Regions from separate parts of the Mus musculus genome. Here all the other regions are linked to region 1. The links are chromatin contacts, called in public HiChIP or PLAC-seq and promoter capture Hi-C maps. All regions are on one chromosome and are shown on one strand. The core of a region is the stretch at or near the end of the contact, and the rest is flanking DNA. Distances in the headings are between cores, read along the strand shown. Region 1 holds the start of Hebp1 (heme binding protein 1). Region 2 holds the start of Gprc5a (G protein-coupled receptor, family C, group 5, member A). Region 3 holds the start of Gsg1 (germ cell associated 1). Region 4 has its middle 22 kb from the start of Gprc5a.

What was found. HiChIP or PLAC-seq counts read pairs in DNA pulled down with a chosen protein or histone mark. Capture Hi-C pulls out chosen DNA fragments and counts their contacts.
Region 2: an H3K4me3 HiChIP or PLAC-seq map of embryonic stem cells shows a contact between it and region 1, with 17 read pairs. The contact joins the promoter of Gprc5a here to the promoter of Hebp1 in region 1. A contact is called at or near these places in 2 of 39 promoter capture datasets (the 3T3-L1 cell line and hippocampal neurons) and 5 of 115 datasets of contacts at active chromatin or transcription factors (bone marrow-derived macrophages, embryonic forebrain, embryonic stem cells and 1 more).
Region 3: a promoter capture Hi-C map of adipose tissue shows a contact between it and region 1. The contact joins the promoter of Gsg1 here to the promoter of Hebp1 in region 1. A contact is called at or near these places in 19 of 39 promoter capture datasets (3T3-L1-derived adipocytes, the C10 cell line, HPC-7-derived erythroid cells and 11 more), 4 of 15 datasets of contacts at CTCF or cohesin (the NIH/3T3 cell line, embryonic stem cells, large pre-B cells and 1 more), 80 of 484 Hi-C or Micro-C datasets (3T3-L1-derived adipocytes, the AML12 cell line, B cells and 49 more), 12 of 115 datasets of contacts at active chromatin or transcription factors (the NIH/3T3 cell line, bone marrow-derived dendritic cells, bone marrow-derived macrophages and 5 more) and 5 of 9 other capture datasets (adipose tissue, embryonic stem cells, liver and 2 more).
Region 4: an H3K4me3 HiChIP or PLAC-seq map of bone marrow-derived macrophages shows a contact between it and region 1, with 3 times the contacts expected there. The contact joins the enhancer-like site here to the promoter of Hebp1 in region 1. A contact is called at or near these places in 1 of 39 promoter capture datasets (hippocampal neurons), 1 of 15 datasets of contacts at CTCF or cohesin (the NIH/3T3 cell line), 18 of 484 Hi-C or Micro-C datasets (B cells, CD8 T cells, DN2 thymocytes and 10 more), 12 of 115 datasets of contacts at active chromatin or transcription factors (astrocytes, bone marrow-derived macrophages, differentiating embryonic stem cells and 5 more) and 1 of 9 other capture datasets (adipose tissue).

Annotation. Positions count from the first base shown.
Region 1 is chr6:135,166,490-135,169,857 of GRCm38.p6, reverse strand. Hebp1 (heme binding protein 1) reads left to right here and starts at 1,643. Exons shown (of 4, transcript NM_013546.3): 1 at 1,643-1,838. The coding sequence starts at 1,761.
Region 2 is chr6:135,064,110-135,067,477 of GRCm38.p6, reverse strand. Gprc5a (G protein-coupled receptor, family C, group 5, member A) reads right to left here and starts at 1,816. Exons shown (of 4, transcript NM_181444.5): 1 at 1,703-1,816.
Region 3 is chr6:135,252,752-135,256,119 of GRCm38.p6, reverse strand. Gsg1 (germ cell associated 1) reads left to right here and starts at 1,784. Exons shown (of 7, transcript NM_010352.2): 1 at 1,784-1,987; 2 at 2,788-2,847.
Region 4 is chr6:135,086,144-135,089,511 of GRCm38.p6, reverse strand. No RefSeq gene overlaps it. Among named protein-coding and RNA genes, the nearest start is that of Gprc5a, 22 kb to the right of the region's middle. Within about 2 kb of position 1,576, at least 108 of the 459 cell types and tissues checked have an H3K27ac peak or open chromatin away from gene starts, as enhancers often do. A contact at or near this core is called in DN2 thymocytes, astrocytes, bone marrow-derived macrophages and 5 more, where this site is marked.

The DNA of each region.
Region 1 (3,368 bases), core at 394-2,893:
CGAGCTTTCAGTGGTTTGAAAAACCTGTTTATTTTGATTCAGACTTCCTCTTTTTCTCCCTCTGCTTTTGTCACTATATTGGTACTATAACAATAACAATTTATTATTAATTATATGTAACATATAATATGTACAATATTGTGTAAAATATTAATATATAATATATAAAATTTTATGTTAATAATAATATGTTGTTATGATCAAAAGCAACTCTGAGAGGAAAAGGTTTATTGTTTTCTTACAATGCTCCACACTTGGACACAATGGACACACAGTCACATTCCATCACTTAAGGCAGGGACCCAGAGGTGGGAACTGAAGCAGACCCCGTGGGGAAGTCCTGTTTAGTGGCTTGCTCCTTAGGTCTTCTTGCTCAACCTACTTTCTTAACAACTCAGAACTGCCTGCCATGGGGCAATACCATACACAGTTGAATGGAACCTCCCATCTCAGTCATTAATCAAGAAATTGCCCCCGCAGACTGGCTAACAGGTGATCTGATGCAGACAAGCTCTCGATGGAGGTTCCTCTTCTCAAATAACACTTGTTTGTGTCAAGTTGACCAGGACAGATAGCATATAAAGCAATGGGCTTCACTATGACAGTTTATGTATATATCATTTGCATATCATTTGCATATGCATTTTGCTCCTATTCAGTATCTTCACACCATTCCCTCAACCTCCCCACCCCCGTAAGATGGGTACATGTACAACTGTGATACTAGGACTGTGTGATGTGTGTAGATTTAGTATCTAGTACCCTAATAATATCTGTGATACTATTATGTGGTGTGTGTATATTAATGATCCTAGAGTGTACTAGAGTACAGGTAATATTTACAAAGTACTTGGCAAGAAACAAACACTCAAATAAAATAAATCCTGACAAAATCGGTTAGGTTATAAGGGGACTGAACGAGCTGTTGTTTGGGCAAGTAGTGTGAAACTTGTGATTAATACACTGTTGGGACTGGAGGGATGGCTCAGCTCTTAAAGACGCACACTGCCTTCAGAGAGGATCTCAGTTCTGTTCCTAGCACCCACCTTTGGGACCTCCTGTGATACTAGCTCCCAGGGGAATACAACGCACCAGTGTGCGCGCACACACCTTAAAGTAAAACCATTTTTAAATGCACTGTAGAGCTTGTTATGGTGACGCACTCCCATAATCCTCAGCTCGGAGGAAGCTGAGACAGGAAGACAGCAGAGTTCCCAGCCACCCTGTTTACAATAGTGAGTTCTGGGCCAGCCTGGACACTGAGACCCTGCCCAACAAACTAAAAAGACAAAGTTAAAAAAGAAAACAGTAAGAAAAAGGTTAAGAGTGGCTTTTCCATCCCCTTAGAAGATGAAGCCAGGAGTGACAGTGATCACTTGCAAGCCCAGTGCTCCAGAAGCTGAAGCGGAGGGATCCTCAGGCCAGCGTAGGCTGCATAGCAGGACCCTGTCACAAAAGAACGAACACGGTTTGTTTTTAATCATCTGTGAGATGCAGTGAGGTAGGAAGAGGGTGACTAAGGAAAGTATACACAAAGTGGGGTGCTACAGGCTTGAACCAGCTCCGCACCCAGGAGACTGGGCTCACGTGGGTGGAGTTTGGGGGACGCTGCCCAGGCCACGCCCGGTGTCGCCCAGTGGGCGGAGACCGCCGCAGCCCCGCCCCAATCGCCTGTCTACTCACGCGCTTACTGCCCCTCGCCCTGTGGACCTTACTGCCAGTGAGTGTACGCTCGATCGGCCAGACCCCACGGCGTCACCATGTTGGGCATGATCAGGAACTCACTGTTCGGGAGCGTGGAAACGTGGCCTTGGCAGGTTCTAAGCACCGGGGGCAAGGTAGGCCGGCAGGGTGTAGAGGACCTGAAGGAGGACTCTGCGCGGCCGTCCCCACCCTGGCCGGGGCTGAAACTGGTGCCGCGGGGCCATGGGTGGGACTGTGACCGAAGCTGCATTCCGGCTGGGGCCGCCCTGTACTGCCCGGCGCTTGCTCTGGGAAGGAGGGGAAAGAGCAGTCTGGCTCAGCCAGACCACTGACGCGGAAAAGGATCCATCTTGGCGAGTGGGACACTGCCTGTTGCGTGCATCTGTCCATTTAAGCATTCCAAACCGTCTGAACTCCCCCCCCCCCTCTTAGGGCAGAGACCCACTCTGTCCCAGGCTACCCTGACACTGGCTGTGTAACCTAGATTAGCCTCGAATTCTGTCGCAATATTCCTCCCACTTCAGCCTTCCCAGAGTTGGGACTACAGGCATGACCCACTACGCCTGGCTACATTCTGAACAATTTTGTGAGAGACACATGGTTGCAGCAGGCATATCTGCTAGGGAGCCATAAGGGGCCCTTCAACCTGTGGGCTGCTAAGCTCCGCTTGTGTGGGAGTTCCCAGGCAAGTGCCTGTGCAAAGGCTCAGAGCTGCACGGTTGCAACTGCTAGTGCTGGATGCATGGAGTGAGCGAGGAGACTTAATCACCTTGGTCTACCAAATTTGCATCGGCACCAGAGGGGCATCAGGACACCCGGTCAGCTTTCATGAAAGTTAGGAGTTTGGGTACTCGGGTATAATCTTGAAGGCATGTATTTGATTATTGGTTGGTTAATATTGGGAATTAAACCTAGAGCCTTGTGCAAACCAAGCCGAGTATTTTGCAACTCATCTGCTCCCTCAGCCTGACATATATTTTATCTCAGGACACTCTCTTATTATAATGATTCTGGATAAAAGGCCCGTGTTACCTGGGGGCCAAGGTCTGGAACCTACTACACTGAACCTCACACAAAGCCCACAACTCAACTTTAGTCTAGACTCAGCCCTCCAGAGTTCTGTCAAGCCATCCTTCCCCCTCTCAGGGGCTCCTCAGTTGTGTGTAGAACAAGCAATTGAAGCCCTGATCACGCAGGGACACGAACGAGTTCAAAGACAGATAATGAAAAGGAGTGAAATGGGCTGGTTAGATTATACAGCCTGGTGGCAACTGAAGCGTGCTGAAAGTTGAACTTCCCCAGGACTAGTGTTGCCAAATCTTTAAGGAACTCCAGATACCCAAGTTCTCTGTAAGAAATCCCCCAATTAAAGAGTAATTAACAAATAACACTTTTTGTGCAGGCCGTGTAGCTGGAAAATGAGGATTAAGGGTGGACAAAACCAAACTAGATACAGTGGTTCATGTCTGCCATCCCAGAACTCAAGAGGCAGAGGCAGGAGGATTGCCACAAGTTTGAGGCCAGAGTGGGCTCTGTGTGAGTTCCAAGCTGGAGCTCTATAGCAGCAGAGTAGGTGAGTCTATGTCACAGTTCTGCCTTTGTGAAGCTTAGGCTCCTATAGCCAATGAGCAAATAAGAAATACACACTGTGGGGCCAGGGAAAC
Region 2 (3,368 bases), core at 567-3,066, 100 kb after region 1:
CAGAGACAGACAGACAGAAAGAGACAGAGAGAGAGAGCACTCAAACAAACAAAAGCCAGCGTTGCTCTGATCCCCTCAAGTGAAAAACTGTTCTGTTTGCCCCCACCCACTGCCCCTGCTCTCTGTGGATCTTCAGAAAGAGCAGAAATCCCCAATCCACATTCCTCTTCACACTCTGTTATCCTCAATTACCTCTCAAGAATGGAATGAAGGCGCACATTTTTTTCAACCTGCTGCTTACGGATACTGTGCAACTACAGACAGGCAGGACCTACACACAGAAAAGACGCTTGCCTACGACTCCTCAGCATAAGGACCTGGCGGCAGGTGGCTGCTGGATAAATGACTGCAGAACCAGGAAACACAGGGCTGCCTGGAGCCAGGTAGAGACCTTTTCTTGGGAAGTCAGAGACAGCTGTGGCCATTCCCTTTGGGCCTGGGGGCCAGCCTCTCCATTCCCTCTTTGATCCTAAGGCACCTCCCAACCCTTCCTCCCCTCCCCTTCCTTCTCTCTATCAGTGATGGCCAGTACAAAAACCCCTAAGGGTGAAGTGTTGGCCTCACCCTCCCCTCCACCTTCCCAGGCCATTGTATCTGAAGTGGCTAAAGAATTCTCCTTCAGTAAAGAGCAAAGAAGAGACTGTTTCCAGAGAACCTTTCACCAGGCTTCAACAAAAGCCTCAGACACTTGCCTGGAGAAAAGGCAGGCAGGCACGGTGATGGTCCTTCAATTACCTGCTTCCAGGCAGGCTTTTGCCATTTGGGAGCCTTCTACCATGAGACCGATACCTGTTATCCCAACACTCTGCAAACTGAGGCAGAATGGTGGTTACAAGCTCGAGGCCAGCCTGAATGTCTAAAAAAAACAAACAAACAAAAAAAAACAACAACAACAAAACAACAACAAAAAAAAAAAACAACTGCTGTTTCCTGTCTTTCCATTCAATGTGATCTGCCAGCCTCCTCCTGCCTGTGTCTCTTCTCCTCCGGGAAGACAAGCTTTTCACCCCCTCTTGTTAAAGAGAGACAGGGTCTTAGAGACTGGGGCAACAGGAAAAGTAAGGGATGGGGTGGAGGAACAACACGCACATGAGAAGGGGGGGGGGGCGTTGAGGTGAGTCACTTCCTGACCTCCACGGCCTTCGCTCCTTTGGGAAGGAAGCGGCTGGCATCCTCTCCCTCTACCCCTCTATTCATTCACAGACCCTTGAAACTCAGATGGGAGTTGAAAGCATCATAGCCCATCTTCCACCCACCAGTGGCTACATAGAACCTGTGGGAGGGGCCTAGTACAGTTCAAGACGGACCTCTCTTTTAATATTGGTATTTTAAACTACTGTTTTGTATCTGGAGACAGAGACTTATATAGCCCAGGCTGACCAGGAACTCACAGTAGAGTCAAGGCTGGCCTTGAACTCTTGATTCTTCTGCATCTACCTCCCAGGTGCAGAATTACAGGCCTGTGCTACAGTTTCTAACTGTTTGCTGATTGGTCTTTCCCCTCTGTTTTAGCCCAGAGAACACATTCAGAGGTGAGAGAAGTTAAGGACATTCCTTTCTCGGTTTCATCTGTTTCTCCTAGCCAGCTGTAGTCCATCACGGGCTGTACTGTCTCAGTTCTCCTTCCCCAAGGCTCCCCACGCCCCACTCTCCGGATTTAAAACTGGGGCCCGGAGCGCGCTCCTGGGTAAACCCCTCTTACCTGGGCGCCGCGGCGCTCGGGGTGAAGCGAGAACTTGCGACTCACGCGTGAAAGGCGAGAGCGCTCAACCCCTGGCTACTGGGCAGGTCCTGGGACAAGGATCCCGCCTTGGCCGCGCAAAGCGGTTATAAAGGCTTCTGTCGCCGGAGGGAGGGAGAGGGTGAACCGAGGGACAAGGGGCGGGGGCGGGGCGGAGGGAGAGGACACGCCTAATCCAGTTCCGCGGCACTTCTCGCTGTTGTGAAAATAAAGTCACCGTGCCAGAGAATGAACTGAAAGCCTCCCTGACGTCAGAAGCACAGTCACTCATGAAATAGGTGGCGGGGTTGCGGGGGAAGCACCCTAGACTGCCAGGCGTAGCTCTCGACGAGTGTTCAGGTCGGTCCCAGAGCTCCCGCCCTTATGAAAAGAGCCACACGGTGAACCCAGCTACGGATGAGCGCTGCTGGCTGTCATCTCCTGGAGGGAACCACACCCATCCTCCCTGAGGGCACTATAGGGCCCCAAGGGCAAAGACTTAAGCCAGCAGCTCCAGGCAGCTCCTTTGTTACTTTCTGTGGGAGAAGTTGGTCTTTATTTCCCCTTGGCGGCACCTGTCTCTCCATCACCCACTCCTTCCTCCGGTGAGCAGGGAGAAGCCAAGTTTAAATGGGAAGAGACAGCCACTCACTCTCCTGTGGGTCCCCCAGTCGCGGCTAAAGAGTAAAGACCAAGGAAAAGTTGAGACGCTTCAGCAAGGCCCTTCTTGGAACTGTCGCATAGCCAAGTTAGCATGGCCTGACTGAGAGATCATATCGCCTTTCTTTTAACCACCTCTCCAAAAGTTTGACAAAGCAGTTGATAGGAACAGAGACGCCAGATAAAATTTTGAAATGAAGGAATTTGCCTTTGGTGTCTGATTCCTCCTGCTTAGGTAGGGGCCCGCAGCGCATCCATTATCAGGCCAGTCCGGCTGAAACCTGCCTGCTCCGTAGTCAAAAAGTCCTGGAATGTCAACGCACTGGACCAGGTTTACCCCGTTGGTTGCGTTGGTGGGCAGCGGGGGAACTAAGCTTTTTAGGTAGTAGGGAAGGCCTGGAGCAGGCCTTCTAAGTGCTTTAGTTCAGTTTTAATACAATTTTTCATGTATGGCGACCCCCAGCCATAAAATTATCTTTGTTATTACCTCATAACTGTAATTTTGCTTCTGTTATGAATCTTAATATACATATCTGTGCTTTTTACTGGGCTTAGGTGACCCCTGTGAAAAAGATGTTTAACCCCTACAAGGGGCTGAGACCCACTTTTCTCCACACCCTTAAATGCTTTTTAAAATGTAACAAACAATCTTGCCAGATGGTAGGGGCTCACAACTTTAATCCCAGCACTCCTAAGGGAGAGGCAAGCAGATCTCAGTGAATTGGAGGCCAGTCTGCTCTACACAGTGAGTTCCAGAACAATCAGGGATGCACAGAGAAACCCTGTCTCAAAAAAAGAAAAGAAAAGAATAAAATGTAACAAGCCAGGCCTGGCGCGGGGCACCTCTGTAACGCCAGCACTTGGGTGGTAGAAGCAGGTAGAAAAACACTTCAAGGCCAGTTTCTACTACATAGGAGTTTGAGGTCACCTGAAGGTGACTTGCTGCAAATGACAGTTCGAGTCAGCATTTGGGAGACTGAAACAGGAA
Region 3 (3,368 bases), core at 535-3,034, 86 kb before region 1:
GTATATCCTGTGATGTTGGACTTTGGATGTTTAACATTGTTGAAACTGTTATAAACTATGGGACTTTGAAGTCGGACTAAAGTATTTTGCATTATGCTATGGTATGTATTATATTATGGTATGGCCCCCCATAGAAGAATGTGTTTGAACAAACCTATAAGGGCCAGGGAATGGAATGTGGTGGTTTGAATACGCTTGACCCAGAAGTGACACTATTAGGAGGCCTTGTTGGAGTTGGTGTGACCTTGTTGGAGGGAGTGTGTCACTGTGGAGGTAGGCTTTGAGACCCTCCTCTGAGCCATGTGGGAACTAGTCTTCTCCTGTTTGCCTTTGAAACTCTCAGCTCCTCCAGCACCATGCCTGCCTAGACTCTGCCATGCTTCCCACAATGGACTGAACCTCTGAAACTGTAAGCCAGCCCCAATTAAATGTTATCCTTTATAAGAGTTGCCTTGGTCACGCTGTCTCTTCTCAGCAATGGAAACTAACTAACTAGGACAGAAGCGAAGAGGCAGGAAAGGAAGGAGATGGAAGGGAGAAGATGGAAGGAGAATAGGAAAGGGAGGGAAAAGAAAGAAGAAAAATCTGATTGTATTAGCTGACCAGGCATGCTATAGAAGCTCAGAGGTAAGGGAGCATTCTCAGGGCTGGAATAAGGGATTTGAGGCTAGAATCTGAGGTCCTGAAGGTCAGGATCTGGGTGCCTTGATAAGGAAGAGCAAGGGTCTTAGAGAGGGATGGAGGGTTCCATGTCACACAGGACAGGTCTTCATCCAGACCCTTTCAATCCTGGACTTCACACCTGAGGCTGAGTTGTACCTCGGCGTCAACTGAATTATGTCTACTAAAACTCTGAGAGTGAACTTGGCATGGTGGCTCACATCTGTAGTCTTGGTGCTCAGAGACTGAGGCTGGAGGATTGCCATGAGTTGAAGGCCAACCTTGTTATATAGTGAGTTCCAGACCAGCTTTAGCTGGAGTAAGAGCCTGTTGCAAAGCAAAACTGAAAATTCAACACGTGGTGGACACTGCTGTCATCCCAGCACTTGGGAGATAGGAGGAGAAGGAGGATCGAGAGTTCAAGGCCAGACTCAGCTACACATGAAGTGTAATGCCTTGTTTCAAATAAAAATAAACGTGATACTGAATGCCTCCTTAGATTTCCAGACACTGGTCCTTTAAGATGGCAACTCTTTTGCACCATTACCTCTTCAAGAATGGTCTAGAGTTAAAAAGGCCAACACAGTAGCTGCTTACTACATGAGGCTTTTGAGCCCTTCAGATGTAGATGGTGCAACTTAGCTGTTATATTTCATTTTAATGCAATGTTGAGAACAGTGTGGTTCCAGTGGTTGCTGGAGGGTGGGGGAGGAGGGGGATGTCGGCTTTCACCCAGCCCTGGGTAAGAGTTCATTGTTATTGCTGTGTGTGTTCATCTCACTGTTTTGAATGGAGGTGTTAGAACACTGTTAAGCCTTATGTGGCTCACAACTGTAATTCTCTCTGACAGCAGTGGGCAAGCCTCACAAGCCAATGTGATCTGGTTGGCACCACATGCAAGCCATCCCTAACCTTCAGATTTGTGTTTGAATGAACTCCCCAGATCTTTTTATACTCATTAAGCACCGATTGAAAGACCTCAGGAGACTGAGAGGTACTGAGCGTGTGCCCTTCTCTCAACCTGGTCTTTCTAGGGTTGGGAGAGGAGTGGGCGGGGCATCCGGGGGAGAGAGCCCTGCCTGCTACTGTGACATCACAGAATGAAGTCATAGTAACCCATCCCTACCCAAGCTGGCGGCGTGCCTGAGGGGCATTCATCCTCTCCCAACTGCCCACATACCACCTTACCCCCTCTGCTGGCAAGAGGGGACCTGGTGCACCCTCTCCCTCAACACCTGAGCCACGCAACTAAGACCTGTCAGAGCAGAAGCTGAGACACATTTTCAACTCCTGTCAGCTGACTCAAAATGTTTGTCTCACCCAGGAGGTAGGTACACAGCTTTTGGAAATGTTGTTAAAAAAAACTAATTATATTTATTTCACTATTTGAGCCCCATCTCTAGTGGCATGAACACACACACACACACACACACACACACACACACACACACACACACGGAGAGGGGAGTAATGTATAGTTATTGAGCAGTGAGCAAGTATGTTCAGAAGGCCCAGCTAGCCTAAGAAAGCGGCATTGGTGAGACTGGGACAGAGCTCAAAGCTCTGAAGAGCCAGCAGTGTGGGCTCAGGCAGCTCCCCCAAGTTCAGAAAGAAGCCCCCAAAGTACACACATCAACCATCAACTGGTGGAGCCCTTACAGATATGAACATGATAGCAAAAGCCAGTCAGTGCCTGAAATGTTAGTATCTTTCAGGATTAGTTCTCTAGAGAGGGGGCAGGGTTATGGGGAAGCCTGGTGTTAACATGAAGCCACAGATATAAAGCACAGGACACTTGAACCCTTGCCTCATTGTGGAGGCCGTTCCATGACCCGAAATCTGTGGCTTTTGTTAAAAAGTGTCTCCCTGCCCTTTGCTGTGTGGGCACGTTCCTTCAAAAGCAGTGGGCCTTTTAGGGTTGCGGGTCTAAACGCGGACTCTACCATGTCTACATCTGTGATCTGGTGCAAATCAAAGATCGAATCCAAGCAGCACAATGGAGATGGTGCTCTATACCTGGTGGGGTGCGAGGGCCTCGGGAGCAGTTAGCTAGCGAAGGGTCTAACCACTGGCCTGGTAGTTTGGGATGCTTTTTCCTTAGATTCCGCTTTCCTTCCACCTCTTTAGATCTTCAGAACAAAACTGTAGAGGACTCCCCACCTCTCCCGCCAGCCCTTGGGGAAGCAGGTAGGTAACCAGTAGTCCTCAGATGTGTTAAGGGGTTCATGTGCTCACCTCTCGTGTCTACAAAACGAGGCAGGCCTACCTTACCCCTCCATCAGAAAGGACCTAGGGAACCACGTTTTGGAGGGAATAGGGAAACGCTTGATTTGGGATTTGACAGCAACCAGGACACTTGTCCCGTCTGGTGTTAGGAATTTAACCCAGGATCCATTCTCTTCTCTGGGCTGGTCCTCGCCTGCCCTGATGGATAGGCCAACCGGATGCAGGACCCACCCAAGGAAGAGAAAGAGGAAGAAACCTAGTGGTTCCTTGCCACACCTAGAAGTCCCAAGGACTCGCTGCACAAGGGCGGGGCCCTGCGAAACAATTCAAAACACGCTCCCGGTGCGTCGCCACGGCAACCACGCCCGGTGCTAGGCAACTGGGGCGCCGTAGTAAACACCGTCGGGAGGGTTACTCATGGGGAAGCATGGAGAAATCTCATCTGGCTCAGGCACTGAGACAGAGAGAATGAAGATGAAGGG
Region 4 (3,368 bases), core at 327-2,826, 80 kb after region 1:
CATCAGCAGAATCCAGGGAGGCCAAAGCATTATCTGCCCTGAAGACAAAGGGTTCTAGAGCCAGACATGCAGATGCAGGCCTGTAAGGGATACCTGGGAGGCCGGAACAGGAGTCCTGAGAGTGAAAGGCCAGCCTGGGATATGTAGTACCAGGCTAGCCTGGGATACAGCATCAAACCCTGCCTCACACCTGGCTCAGTAAGTAAGTATGCTTGCTATGCAAGCATGAGAACTTATGTTCAAATACCCAAGACCCAAGTAAAACATTGTGGTTACACATGTACCTGTAGCCTCTGCCTTGTCAGGGAAGATCGCCAGGGCTTGCTAGCCTAGCTCTAGCTACAGTGAGAGACCCTGTCTCCAAGAAATAAGGCAGAGGGTGATAGAACAGAAACACTCAGTGTCTCCTTCTGACCTCCATACATGCATATAGGTAGAGGTTCACACACACACACACACACACACATTCCAAAAGCAAGCCAGACATGGTGCTATATACACCTGTGGTCCTACTTCTTGGGAGGCGGAGGTAGAAGGACCTTGCCTACAAAGTGACTTTGAGGCTAACACAAGCTATATAAGATCCTGTCAGAGAGAGGGGGGGGGGGCTCAAGAGCTAAGAACACTGGCTATTCTCACAGAAGACCTGAGTTCCGTTCCCAGCATTCACAAGGCAGCTTACAACTGGTTGTAATTCACCCCTAAAGGACCGGTCCCTTTCTTTCCCTGAGGGCATACATGTGATACACGTACACAGATAAAAGCACGCATATAATAAAACCTTTCATGTAAAAGAAGGAAAAGAAAAGGAAACAGGCAATAGCTCAGCAGGGAGAGATGCAAGTCTGGGCCTGACTTCAGTCTCTAGAACCTGTGTGGTGGGAAGAGAGAAGTGACCTCTACACACATGCACAGGAACCCACACATAATTAATTAATTAGTTAATTAATTGATTGATTAATTAATTGATTGATTAATTAATTAGTTAAAATGTTTAACACACAAAGACAGCAACCTACAAGCTAAAGTCCAGATTCCCCGGTGCTCAGAGGTAAACAGTTAGGATTTTCTGAAGCAACGCTCCATTTGAGGCTGAGGCTGGGATATCAGTGACCATGCAAAACCCTGGCAGCAACAAAAGAAAGTAGTCAGGAAATCAAAAAAGCCCAACAGGGCATTCAGTGCTCAGCAACAGTAAGCCCAGAACGGAAGGAAACACGGAGCGAGTGGGAGGGCGGAGGGGGCTCCTGGATCTCCAGGGCCAGCTTGTACTTCTGGTTTTGACCGAGAGCCAATGTTCTCACCACATAAATACCAGATGACATTCATAAGATCAGTCCGTGAGACGTTACATGTAATGATGCCAGGTTGCGTGCAAACGGGCTGGGAAACCTTGGAGAAGTTCACACACAAAAAAAATAAGGGCAAAGGAGACGGGAAGTGGCTTTAAAGGTTAGGGGAAGGGGCAGCTCTGAGGCACGCCTCCCTCGGTCCTGCTCACAATCTTGTGCCCTCAACCAGAATGGGGCCTTAAGCCAGGAGATGCTGTATTTAGGCTCCCCAGGGTTGAACGCTGAGGTCTTCCTGCCATCTAGTGGAGAAGCCGGGTATGGCAACTTTGGTTCGGAAAGGTGGGACCCTAAGTCTATTTCACACGTGATTAAAAAAAAGAGAGAAGGCTGCTGGGCTTGCGCATTGATTCATCATTAACCGTTTAGTTCAAAGAGTGGCACTTTGCCTCCAGACATCAATCAACTGACACTGGCCAAGGGCCAGCCTGGACTGAGTCTTCGCATTCTACTTTCCTATGGGCGGAGATGAGATTGAAGTCCTCTTCCGTATAGTAATTCTCAAACGTGGAACTTCTAGCCCTTGACGCAAAGAGCTTATAAATGAACAGAAGTGACAACGGGCCATGGGAAAGACCAGCACTTTGCAGAGGCAGTCTTCTGTTACCAGAAAGGGCACGCACTCAGAATGTTGTGACCATCTTTCCACTTGGGGGACCATTTAATCTCTTGGCCAAAGCTCTCCAGAGACAGAGATGGTGCCATTCCCAGGTCCTCCTCGGTGTCTCAACAGCCATAGGTATAGAAACCCTGGCAACGGGCTGGTGAGATGGCTCAGTGGGTTAGAGCACCCGACTGCTCTTCCGAAGGTCCAGAGTTCAAATCCCAGCAACCACATGGTGGCTCACAACCATCCGTAACGAGATCTGACTCCCTCTTCTGGTGTGTCTGAAGACAGCTACAGTGTACTTACATATAATAAATAAATAAATCTTAAAAAAAAAAGAAAAAAAAAAAAAGAAAGAAACCCTGGCAAGGCTCCTCCCTTAACGACAAGATGGGCCCAGAACATTCTATGCCCTTCAGGGGAGGTGGGAGCAGAATGGCCATACCAGCCTCAGCTTCATAGGGTTGGAGGCCACCCTAGGCTCCATGAGACTTTGTCTCAAGAGACATACCTTTAGTCCCAGAGTTCAGGAGACAGAGGCAAGCATATCCCCTTGAGTTTGAGGCCCCCATACAGAGCTAAACACTATCCCCAAAAAGGAGGAGCAGGTAGCAGGTCTTCAGTCTCCTTATCCAGAGGTAATCTGATACCTTCCAGTGAAGAACGAAGAACGGAAGACCTAAGAGCCCGGAAGTTGCTAGTCACGATGACCTTAATTCCCAGTTAGCAGACTGAGGCAGGATGGCCACAAGCCAACGTGGGCTACATGGTGAATTCCAAGTCATCTTGGGCCAGAGAGAGAGAGGAATACACAAGCCTTGCAGGGTCTGTCTCTCTGTCTCTGTCTGTCTCTCTCTGTCTCTGTCTCTGTCTCTGTCTCTCTCTCTCTCTCACACACACACACACACACATACACACACACATCTATCTGCAGTCCTGCTAGGCACACCAACTCCATACAAACTCAGACACAATCCAAAACGCTTCAGGAGGCTACGTGCTTGGCCTGCCCTGGTGGATGGTGCACATAGAGTCATAAGGTCAGAAGCTTCTCCCATGGCTAGCCTGTAGATCTCATCTGTATCCTTTGCAGCAGCCTTTATAACAAATGCAGAGACATTTCCCCGACTCCTGGGAGTCAGTCCTGACAGGAAAGGGTGAGAACACCCAGTTTATAGCAGAGAAATTAGAAACACAGATCTAGCACCCAGGGACCAGACTGATAAACAAGTGATGGTGATCCGTTTGGAATTCTGGGCTCTCTCAATCCATGGGATGTGATATTGTCTCCAGGTAGATGGTGTAAGATTTGAGTTAAATCACAGGTCACTTCCCGGGCTTCCACTGTGATACTGCTGGCTTGATGGTGCAGAGGAAGATCCACACCTTTTGAATTCAGAGCTCCATTGTGT